Linked DNA regions of Sus scrofa: all the other regions are linked to region 1. Evidence: chromatin contacts called from public HiChIP or PLAC-seq and promoter capture Hi-C data. All regions are on one chromosome and are shown on one strand. Each heading gives the region's core, a stretch centred on a gene start, on an enhancer-like site or on the middle of the called end of the contact. The rest is flanking DNA. Distances are from core to core; before and after follow the strand shown.

Region 1 (3,254 bases), core at 345-2,844:
GGTGCTGCTGGCAACACGGGGGGGCTTCCAAAATGAAGTCTCTGCCCCAGACACTGTCAGAAGACCGAGACGGCCCTGGCATTTCCCAAAGAAAGGAAATGGGAGAGGTTCTGGATCCAGAGGTACGGCGTGTCCCCTTGAACAGGGCTGCCCAGAGAGAAAAGATCCTGCCTTAGCCACGGCCACGCTGCTAGAGGCCGCAAGGAAGGAGAGGCGCCATCTAAGCCACAAGGCGCCAACTGCTGGAGTGTGGTGTCCAGGCAGGGCCATGACTTTGGCCGAGGCAGGAGGCTATGGGTCTGGAATGGTAGGAGGAAGATGCCTGGGGACATGGGCAGGTGGCTCTCAGGAGCCCCAGCTCACAGATCCTTCTCTGCTTTGCTAAGCTTTTCCCTAAGGACACGATGGAGCACCAAGGGGTTTTAGAGTCAGGTTTGTCCTCTCCAGGTATCACTGGCCATGGCGTGGGAATTCCCGATGAGCACATGAGAAGAGAGCAGGCAGTGAGGCCACTTAGGCTGGTTAGACACTCCGGGCACCAAGGGTGCTGGCCTGAACTAGGGCAGGTATGATAAATGCACAAAAGTGGCCCTGACCCATTGCAGGCCCCGAGGCCCAGTGGGGGCTCCTGCAAAGACCTCCTGCTCTACACACTTCTGGACTCCAGTCTGAGCTCAACCCTGCCACTAAGTGTTAATCTCCCAAGCATGTTAATCCATGTGACTGTGCTTCAGCTCTGCTGAAGAGCCCTATAAGGATACATCAAGGCCAAGGGAAGAAAATAAACGCCGTCTGGCCCGGCACCCTAGGCCGGCTCATCTTTCCCTCTTCAGTTCCTTTCGAACTCGCCCGCACTCTCGGCCCCTCTGCCTGGACCGTCCCTGCCCCCTCTCGTCACTCAGCGCTCCCTTCCTGAGGAGGCCTGGCCCCACCGCACCGGCTCAGGTGGTTCCTCTCCACCAGCCCAGTTTCTCGGTCCGATCACCCCGCGCTGCAGAGCTTTGCTCCAGTTCGACCCCCCTTCGGGACCAGGAGCTTTGGAAGTGGGAGCAGGGACGTGTGTCACTTTCCCTGCTGGAGCTGGGGCCAGGCGCACGGGAGAGGCTCTGGGACTCTTCCTCGCGGGAGCAGACAGGGGAAAGATCTGGCTGTTTCTTCCAGCAGCCTGGCTGCTGGACAAACGTGTACGGCAGGAGCGCGTAGTGGCCCCGGCCGCCGCGACCAGAGACCACCTGCCTCTCGGAGGAAGAAGGCCCAGACCCCCGCTTCGCCCGCACCCGTCCTCCCCCGACGCACCACCAGTCGTGGGAGAGAGGCTCGCCAGAAACGAGCCCCGGCCAGGCCGCTACCTGAGCAGCAGGAGAGGCCGGACAGCAGGAGTAGCGCCAGGGCGCCGAGAGATGCCAGCGCCGCCATCGCCTCTTCTCTGCCGAGGAAAAAAGAGAGCGACTCCCCTGAACACGAGGAGCAGACGAGGAAGCGCGACGCGTAAGCGACCGCAGCAGCCAATCTGGCGCCGGCGGGCCGGTGACGTCACTGGCGGCACTGACGTGTCCCCTCCCCGGACCCGGGGCCCGGCGGGCCGCCCCCGCAAAATGGCGGCCACAGCCGCGCAGTCGGAGCCGGAAGAGGGCGTGGGAACCGGCGCGGTCGCGTGCGTGCGCTCGGCCGGGCCCACGCCCACTCCCCGGAGCGCGCGCTCCGGTGAACTCTCGCGAGAGTGGCATTTGAGGGTCGAGACCTGCTGCGGTTCTCACTTTCTGTCATGGCGCTGAAGGTGGCGACGGCTGCAGGCGGCGCGGCGAAGGCAGTGCTCAGGCCAGCCCTCCTCTGCCGTCCCTGGGAGGTGAGAAGAGGGAGCGGGCCACGGGGGAAGCCGCGGCCCTCGCCGAGGGGGGTGCTTGCATCTCCGCTAGGCAGGTCTGGCAGCCGCGGCTCTCAGAGCGTCCTGGAGCCCCATTGGCCACAGGCCCCGCGAGAGGAGGGGAGAGTGGTGCGGACCGACGTTGATTGGCCACTTCGGCTGTCAGTGACTAGGTTAGCCCAAGCTGGCCCTGGTCTGGCTCCCCCAGGGGTCTGCATCTTGCGGCGGGGTGGGGGCCCGCACTCGCGGGTTGAGTGGCTGCGGCGGGCAGAGTGTCACCTCCCTAGTGTCCTTGTGGAATCTCGCCCGAGGCGGTCACGTGTCCCGGCCCGCCTTGCATTGGCCCTCTTGGGAATCCGTTCCAGGCCGCCCTTCCTCCTCGAGTTTCTCTCTAGCGGATCGCTTTGCCACCTGTCCCAGCGCAGGTGGCGAATCGGACTTTGCCGGTACACTGGAGGCTTCCCCCCATGCAGGCGCCTGGAATGGGAAGGAGCTAGGATTCCTGAAGCTGGCGGGTTGGGAGGCCGCGAGGGCTTGTCTTCCGTCTTTCTCCGTTTAGAATCTTGGTTATTCAGGTCTGATTCTTCTCTCATTATACACGTGAGTGAGGTTAATTTAGTCCCTGGGCGTGTTGGAAGCCATTTGAAGCATCAGCGAGTTAGGACTGGCCCTGAGGTACAGCAGGGATGCGCTCTCTGGGCCCCAGTTTCCCCGCTGTCTCAAAGGATCTAGCCAACTCTGACCTTCCAGAACTCTGTGACTTCGCTGACACCCCTTGCACACATATCTCCTGCCTGCTTACCCTCTCTGAGCCCCGTAACAGCTTTTGCTTTATTGAATGGCGTTTAAATGCTGACTTCTCCCGCTTGCAAGCGAGCGGCTCTCCAGAGGTCCTACAGCTCTGGCAGCTTGGGTCCTGCAGGATCTTGGCGAGGACTTTTGTCTCTTCCCCGACCTTCCCTGTGTGTAGGTTTGTGTTGGTCTTGGGATGAAAACGGACTGCAGGGAATGCTTGCTAGCTGGGCAATGCCTTGCCTTGAGACTGGTTGTCCCGGGCATGGGGCCCTTTAGAGATGAAGTCCAGATCTTTGATCCCACTAACTTGGACTGGACCTTGTGGGAAAACATGCAGCCACCATTGGTCCTAGATCCAACAAGAGAGAAACCTCACTAAGACGTGGGCTGTGGGAGCCCTTCGGTTGGCACACATACCGTTCTGGACTTTGCGTGGCACCATCAAAGGACGAGGACTAACTGTCCGTCCTCCTGCTTGATGAACAAGCCGGAGACCAATGCATATATCCCATCCTGCCTCATACTGGGCTCCTTGGATGTGTAGTTTCACAGACTCTTTGTAACCCCCTGAAGGAAGATGCCTGCATCTGTCCAG
Region 2 (3,254 bases), core at 505-3,004, 250 kb before region 1:
CTTTGACCTGTACCGCCAAAAATGTACTCCTACAGTTTTCCCCATCATGGTGAAAGCGCCCGTTCACTCAGTTGCTCAGGCCAAAACCTCAGGACGCATCCTTGTTTCTTCTCTTTCTTTATGCCCTACCTCCAATCTTCTCTGCTCAATTTTGAAAACATAGCTTGGATTGCACAACTTCTCAGAAACTTCACTGCTACCACCCTAGTGAAAAACCACTGTCACCTCTCCTAGACTGCTGTCAGGGCCTCCTGCCTGGGCTCTTGCTCCTCATTTTGTCTCGCCACAGATTTCCACACTGTACCTGCCATAGACATCTGATGATGGCAGCTCCCAGTTCAAAATCCTCCAAAGACTTCTCATCTCAGAAGAAGCTTCCAGTTCCCATGGCAGCTCCAGGTGCCTCTCCAACCACATACCCCGTCACTCTTCCAGCCACATCAACTTACTCGTGAGACCTCAACACGTCAGGTGTAGTCTCTCCTCAGGGCCTTTGAACTTGCCCAACATCTTCTTCTCTCCCCAGATAGCCATATGGGGAATAATATGTGAGCAAAAGCCTGTGGTTATATAAGCAGCACCCCCTTTACCCTTGCTTTATCTGTCTGAAAGCGCTTATCACTAGGAGACATATTACACACTTATTTGTACATATTGCTTTGTATGAAGCCTCCCCCACAGGAATGATAGTTTTGCTGTCTTATTCAGTACTGTGCATCCAGAGCCTGGAACAGTGTCTTCCATAACGTGTATTTAATAAATTAACAGAGGGTAAGGAGCCACATCAGAATCAGAGGGTTCCTTGACCCTAGCTCAAGGGTCACTGGATGAATCGGATGATAGCTGGAATCAGAGTAAGGTCGCCTAGACAAACAGGCCTATCCTGAACACTCCATTAGCTAAAACTTTTCTCATACTCTTAAATATTTTTCTCACCGGCACTGTGGATCTTAGCTCCCAAATCACTTCTTCTAGAAGTCTTTCCTCTCCTGTGCAGGCAGTTAAGGGCTGCTGCCTTTGTGCTTCCATTGTGCCTTCTGCCCACCTCCACCAGACTATCTGCAGCCTTGGCTCTTCCCCCATCAGAGTTTCAAGAAGATCAAGGCTGTGATTTGTTCCTCAGTTTATTCCCTGCCCCTGTGATTGTGTGGCACACTACAGGTCAGATGTAAGAATGCATTGGGTAGGCCTCTTAAACCAAGGTCCCTCGGCTGGAACAATGTCAGGCAACTTTGCTGCTTGTACTGAAGGTGGTAATGTGGAGAAAATGCGGGTGCGGTGAAACACGTATAGCGGCGTACTGGGTGTGTTTGTGGACAGCGGGTCGAGGGCCCGGCATGGCCGCGCAAACAAGCGTCCCGAGCCTAGGCCTAGCTTTGCTCCAGCATCCGCAAGGGCCCATTAATCCTTAATATTCAAATTCCGCCCACTAAACCAGCCCCCCGGAGCCCAAGCCGCTTCTTTTTCCCAAATGACGGCCGTTGGCAGCCAATCCGCAGCTAGACGGGGCGTCCGCCCCCTTTTCCCTTGCCGGAATGGACACGATCTCCCGCCAATTGGCGGCGTCGCCGCCGAGACCCCGCCCCACCCCGGGCGCCGCACCCAATGGCGTGCGGGCTCGCGGCGGCGCCGGGGGCCGGGCGCGGGTGCGCAGGTGCAGCAGCGCGCAGGCCGGCCGGGAGGGCGGGGCGCGACGTCGGCCGTGCGGGGTCTCGGCGTCGGCGGCGCGCGCGCTCCCTCCTCTCGGAGAGAGGGCTGTGGTAAAAGCCGTCCGGAAAATGGCCGCCGCCGCCGCTGCCGCGCCGAGCGGAGGAGGAGGAGGAGGCGAGGAGGAGAGACTGTGAGTGGGACCGCTGCGGCCGCGGGCGGGGACCCTTGCTGGGGGGCGGGGGTAGGGGCGGGACGTGGCGCGGGAGGGGCCCGCGGGGTCGGGCGACACGGCTGGCGGATGGCGTCCCTCCTCTCTTACCCTCCCCCTCCCGCTGGTGACGGCCCCCCCCCCTCGGCCCGTTACCCGCACTTGCGGGTGACCGTCCTCGGCGCAGCCTCCCAGGGCAGCCTTCGCCTGGTTCCCCCCTCCCTCCCTCCCTCCCGCCTTCGGCGCGCATCCCGGCCCCTGGCCCCGCGGGCGCCCCTGTCGCCGGGGCTTCGCCTGTCGGGGCTGCGCGCGCGTCGTGCCCTTCGCGGGGCTTCGGGCCCGCGGCGCCGTCGCGCGCCCGCGGCCCCGGCCTCTCCCTGGATCGCGCTTTCGCGTCTCCCTCCCTCGCGCGCCCCCTCTCCCGTTACTCGGCCCCCCCACCGACGCGCGTGCGCAGTCCGCCTCCCGTCGGGAGAGTGCGCCACAAGGGCTCCGGCGCTCTCACCCCCATCTCCAGGCTTTGCCTCCCCCTCCTTCTCGCCCATTCCATGACTTTCTGCCCCCACTGCGAGCGAGTTCCTTTCGCATCTAGCAGGAACAAGTAGGTGGGAATTATTGTCCACCCACAAAAGGCGCTAGACATTGTGTTCCTGGTCCCACGGCTCATCATAAAGAGGCGGTTATAGTTACCATCAGGAGCCGTGGGTCGGGGACTGCGTGTCCGGCAGCACCTGAGGCTCTTCGGTGGGAGCTCGCCCCCAGGGTCTTTGGGGGTGCTGTGGCCTCAGAATCTGAGCGCCCTCCCCTCCTCCCCCCGTTCGCCGGCGATCTTCCAGTTACATAAGTGGAGTGGGACATAGTATGTGACCGGCTTCCAGAGCCGCGGAGCGCGCCTTGCTCACGATCCCCAGCCCCGGATGGGGCAATTTCATCGCCCCTCTGTGGTTCCTGTCAGTTGTCCCCGAAAGTTTCTTTTCTTTTTCGTGTGGTTCTGACTGAATCACCCAAACTGAAATTCAGGTGACTTGTACGTGGCGTGGCAATGTTTTCTGTGGGTTTGCACTGAAGACTTAAGGTCACTGTGAAGAGTCTAAAGATTGCTTTGACGGAGGAGACCGTTTATGGCATTACCAAGTGTGGATCAACGGGGCGGGGGTGGGGGGGGAGCTTGCTCTGGAACATACCTCTGTGGCCGTCGCTTCTGTTGTGTGTTTGGTGTAGATTGGTCACAGCAGAAATGGGCTCCACCACAAAAATGATATTCCTGACTCATGGTCAGGCAGATGTGTGCTTCTGATTATTTTTCCAGGAACAGGAACGGGCTCTGTAGAGCCATTCCCATGTTGTGTCTTTGCTGTGCAGGATCAGTGCCCCACATTGTGAGATGGTAGGATCG
Region 3 (3,254 bases), core at 374-2,873, 160 kb before region 1:
GCCGCTGTGCAAACGGAAAGGGAAACCTGCTTTCCAGGTCCACCCAGAAGACCACGCTGGGGACCTTATGGCCCAGCTCCGCTGTACCCCTGAGCTGCCAGGAGCCTTGGGACCCAACACTCCACGTTCTTCCCAGCCTCCTTCAGCACAGGATGGCCAGCGGGCTCAAGAGCATTATCCCCGCGGGTGCTGGTTCTGGGGTCTTTGGGGGAAGTCCTGCAAAACATGACAACTCCTGGCTGAGCGTTAAGAAGTGCTCCTGCTTCCTGGGTCAGGAGCCACCATCACCTGTTGCAGTACTGGCTTCTTCGGCCGGGAGCATCTCTAATAAATGCTTGCTGTGCCCCGGACTCCCTGGACCACCCTTGCTGCCCTTCTGCAGATCAGGGGCCACCCGGATGTCCAAGGAGCCTAGAGCCAGCACCGTGACTCTTGAACTCTGAGAAGAGAGTCACTGCACGGGGGCGAGTTCCCTGGGAACCAGCAGCTCGGCTTCCTTATTTTACAGGGGAAGGACCTGGGGCCAGAGCGGTGCTGTGAATGGTCAGAGGCCACACAAACACAGGTGAGGGCTCTCGTCTTTAGCTGCGTCACAGGACTCTTTGGCCGTTCTCAAACAAATGCCTCCAGATGCATAAACTACGACAGAAAATTCCAACATAAATTTAATACGTCTAAAGACAGGTATTAAAACATTTTTGAAAATGTGTGATAATATATGTGCTTGCTTCTTCTTTTTTTTTTGGCCCCACCTGGGGCATGAGGACGTTCTCAAACCAGGGATGGAACTGGAGCAACAGCCATGACAACACCAAATCTTTAACCCACTGGGCCGCCAGGGAACTCCTGTGCTTCTTTATTAACAGGTTAAATGACAGGCTCTGCGGGAGGCTGAATAACTACGGTAATTTCAAAGCAGTTATTCAGCCTGCCAGTAGGTCTTGTAATTAATTTCAGGATCTCCATAGGAAAAGCCATCTGATCTAAAATGATCTCTCATCATTTCTTTTGGTGACATAGTCACCAGGCTAACGCTCTGGGCTTGGCTGCCTACACTTGGAATTGTAGGACAGGCCAACTTTCGGCTAGAGGTTGGTGGATGTCAAGATGAAATAAAGAGGACAGAATCTGGGAAGTTCACCTGCTGTCACTCCAAGACCCCGGACAGCAGCGCATTACAGCCTGCGTCTGGCAGTGACCATGAAGGTGCTGCGACGAGACGGTCTCCTGCAAGATTTGGAACGTGGGGGTGACGCCAGTACCCACCTCTGAAGGTTGTTATGAGAACTTACAGTATTGGCGCGAAAAGGCCAGCGAGCACCATCCGGGTATTTGGCCTCTCGGCTTTGCTGGGGGAAATTCAAATCTCGAAAAAGGGCGGACCCGAAAGGCGGCTGTGCGCTTGCGCGCGGGGCGGGGCGCAGGCTCTGGGAAGCGGGCGGGGCGGGCGGTGACGCGGGGTGACGCGAGGCGACGCGGAGCTCCCCTGCGCCCGCCCGCCCGGCTCAGGCGCCGCAGGCCGGGCTGCCCGCCCGACAGCCAGAGGAGCGGGGGGCCTGCCCGGCGCGCGGCGGCCCGGCTCGTCTCCTTGGGGCGCCGGCGGTTGCGGCGGCGCCCCCGCCTGGAGGCGGGGCGGCGGCCTGGGAGCCTGGGAGGGCTCCGCCCCCGGCGCCGCGCGCCCGGCCGCGTTCCCGCCCACTCCCGCCCCGCCCCCGGCTCCCCCCGGCGGCGGGCTTCGGGCCGCCGCTCTGAGGCAGCTGGGTGTGCGGAGCAGAAACACGTCCGCTCCCTCGACCCTAGGACTGACTCGAATGTGTCCCGCCAGCCGCCTTCAGCAGCCTCTGTTCCTGTCCCCACTGCTAGTTAAAGGCGACGCCTCTAGAGTGTGTCCCTTCAGCGACCCAGGGGGCAGTTCCCATGGGGGGCGGGGCCAACCCCGTCTGAGGCCTTCTCATCCGGGCATTCCCCAGATGCCGCAGCCGCCATCTTTGTTTTGTGCTGAAAGTCGCTATTGACGCCCGAGGACGGCCGGGCGAGGGGAAGTGGCAAGATGGCGGCTCCCAGGGCGGAGGCGTGGAGGGGCTCTCGGGGGGCCCCAGGGCTGGGCACGCCTGTGCCTGACCCCAGCGCGGCCTGATTCCAAGCCAAGCGCGCAGCAGCCCTGGTCCCTCGCCGCGAGGTTCCTTTAAGAGGCCTCGGCCGGATGGAGAAGCCCGCGAGGGCGGGGGAGAGGTGGTGGTGGGGAAAACAGTGACGTCGCCCGACTCCGCCCCCTCGCCCGACCGCCGCCGCCGCCATGTTTAGTTGTTACTTCTTCACACAAGATGGCGGCTCCCAGGGAGGAGGCATGAGCGCCCTGCCGTTACCGCTCCTCCTGCCGTACAGTTGCCACTTCGGGGCCTAACTCTACCTCTTTGGAGCGGCTCCTGTGGGAAGGAGTCATAAGGAGGGAAGCGAGGATCGGACGCTGCCTTGCGTTTGGTTTGCAGTGGAAGAACTGACCCAGGAGGAAGAGAATAGGGGGGAAGGGGGAGCTTGTCTCAAGATGGCGGCTCCCAGGGCGGCAGGCTCAGCCTGAGCCGCAGAGGCGGACTAAGGGGAGAGCTTCGAGACCTCACGAGCCGTACGGCGTGGGCCTCCGAGCAGCCGTCGAGAATTCGGGCTCGGTCCACTGGCCTCTGGCGCGACTCTATTCCTTAAGAGTGTCGAGGCTGTTTCGGGAGCGGCCGCTGCACTAAGCGCTGGGCGGGGAAGCGGGACGGTCTCAAGATGGCGGCTCCCACAATTGTGGTCTGAGCGCCGGCGGGGCTGGGACGACCGCGGCGCTTGTGGCTGCTTTCCACCCGCCCCGGAAGCCGGCCAGTGCAGGGGACTTGGGGGGTGTGGGAACCGGGCCGGGGCTCCGCCATTTCCGGCGGGGGAGGGCTACGACTGAGGAAGGGAGGAGAGAGAGGCGGCTCAAGATGGCGGCTCCCAGGGCCTCCCGCTCGAGCTTGTAAGTGGGAGCTCCCAGGCAAGGAGTCAGGGCGGCGGGACTCGGCGGCCTCCAGCTTCTCGGGCCCAGGCGCTCGGCAGTTTCAGGAGGCTCTTGAGGAGACGGGGTGAGCAAGAAGAAGGGGAAGAGCAGAAGTGAAGGAGAATAGTTAAGATGGCGGCCTCCATGGAGCCGTCCACCGCTGTGTGAGGAACCGCTTCTCCGTGAGAACCGTCTTAGACTAAAGGGGGTGTGTGTGAGTGGAATTGGGGGGCTTCCT

Evidence for each region. Promoter capture Hi-C pulls out the DNA fragments that hold promoters and counts their contacts. HiChIP or PLAC-seq counts read pairs in DNA pulled down with a chosen protein or histone mark.
Region 2: a promoter capture Hi-C map of liver shows a contact between it and region 1, with 2.1 times the contacts expected there. The contact joins the promoter of MECP2 here to the promoter of SSR4 in region 1. A contact is called at or near these places in 1 of 5 promoter capture datasets (liver) and 1 of 47 Hi-C or Micro-C datasets (heart right ventricle).
Region 3: an H3K27ac HiChIP or PLAC-seq map of alveolar macrophages shows a contact between it and region 1. The contact joins the promoter of HCFC1 here to the promoter of SSR4 in region 1. A contact is called at or near these places in 3 of 5 promoter capture datasets (fetal liver, fetal skeletal muscle and liver), 1 of 47 Hi-C or Micro-C datasets (fetal liver) and 2 of 2 datasets of contacts at active chromatin or transcription factors (alveolar macrophages and skeletal muscle).

Annotation. Positions count from the first base shown.
Region 1 is chrX:124,535,885-124,539,138 of Sscrofa11.1, reverse strand. SSR4 (translocon-associated protein subunit delta) reads right to left here and starts at 1,594. Exons shown (of 6, transcript XM_003135482.5): 1 at 1,350-1,594. The coding sequence starts at 1,416. IDH3G (isocitrate dehydrogenase [NAD] subunit gamma, mitochondrial) reads left to right here and starts at 1,569. Exons shown (of 13, transcript XM_003135497.4): 1 at 1,569-1,846. The coding sequence starts at 1,766.
Region 2 is chrX:124,787,563-124,790,816 of Sscrofa11.1, reverse strand. MECP2 (methyl-CpG-binding protein 2) reads left to right here and starts at 1,754. Exons shown (of 5, transcript XM_021080802.1): 1 at 1,754-1,840.
Region 3 is chrX:124,693,215-124,696,468 of Sscrofa11.1, reverse strand. HCFC1 (host cell factor 1) reads left to right here and starts at 1,623. Exons shown (of 27, transcript XM_003135485.5): 1 at 1,623-3,254. It overlaps TMEM187 (transmembrane protein 187), which reads right to left and starts at 1,419. Exons shown (of 4, transcript XM_003135487.4): 1 at 1,293-1,419.